Linked DNA regions of Rattus norvegicus: region 1 is linked to region 2. The links are chromatin contacts, called in public Hi-C maps. All regions are on one chromosome and are shown on one strand. The core of a region is the stretch at or near the end of the contact, and the rest is flanking DNA. Distances in the headings are between cores, read along the strand shown. Region 1 has its middle 12 kb from the start of Lrrfip1. Region 2 has its middle 12 kb from the start of Rab17.

Region 1 (2,700 bases), core at 94-2,593, 53 kb after region 2:
GGGTTTGATTCCCAACAACCCCAAAGCAAAGTTAAAAAACGTCTCAGGACCTCATGGGACTGTAGTCATGCAACAGCTTACAGACAGACCTTAAGGTCCTCACCTTTAACCTCCCGTTAGGGTTCCCTTCCTCTCTGAGGCTGACACCCTCTCTCCCGTTCTACGGAGCATCCATTCTTCATCTATCTGAACCACTTCTACCTACAGCTTCTGCATTCAGTGTGACTTCTTTGACATTTTTTAAAAGATTTTATTTATTATATAATGAGTGCACTGTAGCTGTCTTCAGACACACCAGAAGAGGGCATCAGATCTCATTACGGATGGTTGTGAGCCACCATGTGGTTGCTGGGGTTTGAACTCAGGACCTCTGGAAGAGCAGTCACTGCTCTTAAGCACTGAGCCATCTCTCCAGCCCTTTCTTTGACATTTTAACATGGGTTCCTTGCCATTATAGTACCTGATGTTGTTAAGCCCCCTCCCTCGCTTCTGTTTTCTCTCCGCACATGCCCCTTGACATCTCCTGGAGTTGAATACGCTAACATTAGAAATTAACTACAACAACAACAACAAAAGATATTAAAGAGTTGGGCGTTGAGACAAAGTTCTGGCCACAGGAGCCTAGTGACCTGAGTTCAAATCCCAAGCCCACAGTGAAAGGCAGGACCCAACTCTACAGCTGTCCTCTAACCTCTATAGACATGCATGGTGTGGCATGAGCATCCCTCCATGCACATGAACACACATAATAATAGTAACAAATATGTTTGACATTACCTGCAGTTCTAAGATACTCAACTCAAAACACCTGGCGTGTGTTTTTAATAACCACAGACCATTAGAATTGAGTATTTTCATTTTTTTTCCAGTCTGAAACAATTATGTCTCTATGTAACCCCACCCCACCCCTTTGAAAACCTCTACCAGGCTGGGGAGATAGATGGTTCTGTGGATAAAATACTTGCCCAACAAGCATGAAGACCAGCGTATAGCCCTCTAGTGTCCCTGTAAAGCCATGTGGGTGTGGGAGATCCGTCCCAGAGCTCTACAGGTGGGAAGCTGATTGGCTAGACTGACTGAGTCTTCCAGCTCTAGGGATGTTGGGAGACCCTGCCTCACTCAGTAACTGAGAAAGATAGACGCAGGATGTCAGCTTTGGCACTCCATATACACCCATGCACTGACATAAACACATACATGCCTATGTCGTACACAGCCATCTGGGCTGCGGTGGGTGTCTCTTCACCCAAAGGGGGAAGTTCTGAGCTCCTGTTACCCAACCCCATTCTTTAGAAACATAGTCATAACTCCTTATCTGGCTGCTGATGTCCAAGAGTGGCCTTTGAGATTGCATCGCCACAAGGAAGTAAGGTGCCTTGCCGAAGAAACCAGCACAAAGTTCAGGCCTCTTACTCAAGAAAAGCAGTGTGATTAGTCCACGGGAGCCCGGAGCTCATGCTGAAGGCGTGTGTTTCACCAGCTCACAGTACTGCTGGTACCAGAGCTCCCCCAGTTTGAGGGTCTGAGCTGAGGGCCAGGCAGGAGCTTCACTGGGTGGGGAGGGAATTCGGTGCAGGTTTGTCTGGGACACAGGTTACTACCATCTGTAAATTTGTGACCAGCACAATGAACACACATTGAATTTTCTTTCAGCAACTTTGTGCTGTAATGACACAGACCAACTGGCCTCGCTGTAGTTATGCCTTGTTTAGAGTTATAACAACAGCTCATCTAGTCCTGTCAACTGGGTACCATTATTGTTCCCATTTTACAGATAAGGGAACTGAGGTACACAGAGAGGTCACATAACCTGCCCAGAGCCTGAGATTTCCAGCAAACTATCTATGCACTTTCCTGTGGTCCATAGTACCCCTCTGCGGAGCACAGAGGCATCCTGACGTCAACTGTCCAGTGACTCCCTGACTCCAGGAGCTCCTCCAGGAGGCCTAGTGGCCTCAAGTGTTTATCTTTTACTGCTCAAAATTAGATCTTTGCCTTTCAGCAAATGCCTTGTTGAGAGACATGCAATTTGTTTCCTTTCGGGAGCCTGACAACAAGACTCTCTATCTGCCAGGTCAGCAATTTTAAATGCTGTCTAAGTTCTAACATCCCCGAATCTTGTCCTGCCTTATTACAGCGCCCACTCCAGCTCTCAAAGCCACTGTGTCCTTCTTGTCCATAATTGAAGAGTTTCTACTTAAAGAAGAGAGGTTGGGAAATCACAGCAGCTTTGAAACTGTGGCACCAGAGGTCTGACTCTTCCTCCTCAGTGACAAACCCTATGTTAAAACTATTAATCCATTTCTGAATTATTTATACATTTATTTATCCATGTAATCTATAAATATGATGAACTGCAAATAAAATCCCAGTTTAGAGGAAGGGTTGGCTAAAGTTTAACAAACAGATCCTCAGCTTAATCGGGAAGAATAACGCAGCCGTGTCTGCGAAAGAACAGGGAGGATGGTTTTCACTTATACTGTAGCTGCTAGGCTCTGCTTCAAACAAAGTCTTTTCTGCCTTTATACAGACATTTTCACCTTCTGGTATGAAGTTCAAGTTTCTGAGCATGAGGAACTGTAAAAAGAGCCTCCCAACAACATCTAAGGGAGTCACAGAAGCAGCCAAATACACACATTTCTCCATGTACCTGGGGCGGCCTGTACTTCCTTCTGGCCACTGTATGCAGACATTGTCAGT
Region 2 (2,700 bases), core at 84-2,583:
GCCACCTGCAACTGCTCCCTAGGGCCTGTTGCCACTGTCCCCTGCTGCCGGTTGTCAAGGGCTACAAAGGCTTGCAAGGCCAACTTTGAGCCCTTTCTCCTTGCAAAGGAGACCCGACCTCCAACTATCAGAGCTCAGCAACCATCCTCTCGGAGTCTAATCTTTTGTTCTTCCTTTCCTTCGCCTTTTAGTGTAACTAAGTATCCCTCTGTCCATTCCACCTCCTTACTGGATTCCTGGGTGAACCATACTGCAGGCTTTCACTCTTGTTATTTCTGTACGATTCTGTTCACGGGCTGCTAAATCTCTCCCGAAATCCACTTATTTGCCTGCTGTGTATACGTTTCCCTTACATTTGTTGCTACTGCTGTTGTGCGGAATGTGGTATTTCACATTCCTTATCCAGCAACGGTGGCTGTGTGGTTTGTGGGTCTGTTTCCTTTGCTTTGTTTCTGGCTTTGATTTTGGTCTTGCAGTGCTGAAGCTGGAACCCTGGGCCTGGTCCCTGCAGGGCCAGCGCTCTATCACACCCTGTGTTGTTCTTGGTCATGGTCTCATTTTCCTTGCCGCTCACTTCCACACTAACGCCCCTGCCCAACGCTGTTGTCAAGAAGGCACAAACGAGCTGCCCAAGCAACTTTGGTTTTTCTCTTCCTTTTACCTCCATACCCAGCACTTTTGCCTTGAAGTCCTGTTTGCAAGAAACCTAGGGAACCATGGTAGATCCACAGCGAGACTTGCTGAATTACGGTCAGAGAATAGGGAAGGCGTCGTGTATTCGTGCCCACTGGCACCTCCCCAGCTCGGTGTTGACATAAATTGTGAAGAGAATCCTCACAACATTCCAAGAAATCCCTATATTGCTACATCACCTTTGATAGCTACTATACCACACCCAGGAGGTGGGGTCTGGCGGGGCAGGGTGAGCTCCTGACGATCAAAGCCATCTTCATATGAAATCCTGGGTGAAATAATTTCCGTAGAGATGTTGCTTTGAATCCTTAATTTATAAACCTGAAAGAAAAAAAAATCCAATTCACTGAGAACTCTCAGAGACGGGCAGTCAGGACGCAAGCTTCCCAGTGTGCGCAGTACTGGTACAGCCCCCACAGAAAGCGGATCAGCAGACCGGTCGTATCCAAGCTTGGCAAGGGAGCGGGCACATGGCACTTCCACGAGCAGCGGCTCACACACCAGGGCAGCTGTTTGCCGAGAGGCACACAGGAATGTCCATCAATGGACTCCAGCAACAATGCAGCCTTTGACTCAGCAGTTACCCAGGGAGGAACATCACTCGGTCCGCGGTCAAGCTCTCAAGCACATCCGGAAGCGCCAGCAGGCACAGTGACTCAGTCCTCTGGTTCTTTTGATGCTCTTAGCTTCCCTAATGCTGACTGCAGCACTGCTCACCCTCATGCCAGCCTGACAAAGCATGCATTATGAACACCTTTTTGGAAACTCAGTGCAGGGAGCCCAGCGGGGTGCAGAGTGGGAGTTCGGATCCAGCTGGGTGGCAGCCATCACCTGAGAACTAGATGGAGGAACGGATGACTGTCTGAGCCTTCAGTTCACAGGCACTGACATACCAAGCTACCTAGCAGGCTGGCTCTGGAGTGGGCCTTCTCGAACACCTGCGACCCTCCCAAACCTGGAGAATGGATAGAAAGAGCTACATTCACTCCTGAATAGCCAAGGCTGCTGTGCCCATAGCCACATGGAGAACAGTAGTGGACCCAAGGGCTCCTCCAAGAAAGAGGCTCACAGCCAAGGTCATAGAAAGCCACAAAGGGCTGAGGAAAAAAGGTCAGGAATAAAGGAAGCCCCACGTCCTGCAGAGAGTCCGTGCTTTCCCTTCCAACCCTTCACAGACAGAAGGCCAGAAGCCCAAGATCAAGGTGTCTGGAAGATCTGGGAAGTAGCCAGCCATCCTTCTCCCTGGATACTGTCAGCAACCCTGGCACCCTTGACTGGTCAAAGCAAAGTCAACCTTCACCTTCACACAGCTTTCTGTGCTGGTGTCTGTCCCCAAACTTCCCCTCTTGTGACAGACACCACCAATCCTATTCAATGAGGGCCACCCTAGTGACTGTGTCATTACTTGGTTAGCTCTGAAAAGTCCCTGTCTCAGGTCCTGGTCACATTCTAAAGGACGCATGTTGAGAATTCAAATGAGATCATCTTAGGGAGACACAATTCCATTGATAAATATTCATGATGTGTTCAATATTCATGAGAAGATGAGCCCATGTGCACATTTCCCAAGGTCTGTCTTCTGAGGGTTTGTGTGCTGGAGAAGAAGGTTTTGCATTTCTCAGGACCTGTCCTGAGTTGAAGAAGATCCCCCAAGTCCAAGCCCAGGTGGACCCTTGGGGGAAAATCCAGGTGTGGTGTTTACCCCTGAATTTCCAGAGCTCAGAAAGCTTGTCAAGGGTGACAGCTATGAGTTTGAGGCCAGCATGGGCTACATAGTGGGTTCTCAGCAAACCTGGACTACAACGGGAGAGCTTCTCTCAAAAAAAAAAAAAGCAGACTAAGAATGATTGTTTGCATATGTAACCCCAGAACTTGGAGGACTGAGGCAGGATTGATTTTAATGACAGACTGGGAGGAAGAGATGGTTTTCGAATTTGTGTCCATTCACCTTGAACTTGGCTGAGAGAGGATGAAGCCTCTGTCTTGTTCCCAGGGCATTCAGAAAAC

What was found. A called contact is a pair of places that touch in the nucleus more often than the background predicts.
Region 1: a contact with region 2 is called in a Hi-C map of the A7r5 cell line, with 2.4 times the contacts expected there. The contact joins two enhancer-like sites. A contact is called at or near these places in 7 of 12 Hi-C or Micro-C datasets (the A7r5 cell line, kidney, liver and 3 more).

Annotation. Positions count from the first base shown.
Region 1 is chr9:99,077,573-99,080,272 of GRCr8, forward strand. It overlaps a transcript of Lrrfip1 not described here. Among named protein-coding and RNA genes, the nearest start is that of Lrrfip1, 12 kb to the right of the region's middle. Within about 2 kb of position 1,344, at least 5 of the 93 cell types and tissues checked have an H3K27ac peak or open chromatin away from gene starts, as enhancers often do. A contact at or near this core is called in the A7r5 cell line, where this site is marked.
Region 2 is chr9:99,024,773-99,027,472 of GRCr8, forward strand. No RefSeq gene overlaps it. Among named protein-coding and RNA genes, the nearest start is that of Rab17, 12 kb to the left of the region's middle. Within about 2 kb of position 1,334, at least 14 of the 93 cell types and tissues checked have an H3K27ac peak or open chromatin away from gene starts, as enhancers often do. A contact at or near this core is called in the A7r5 cell line, where this site is marked.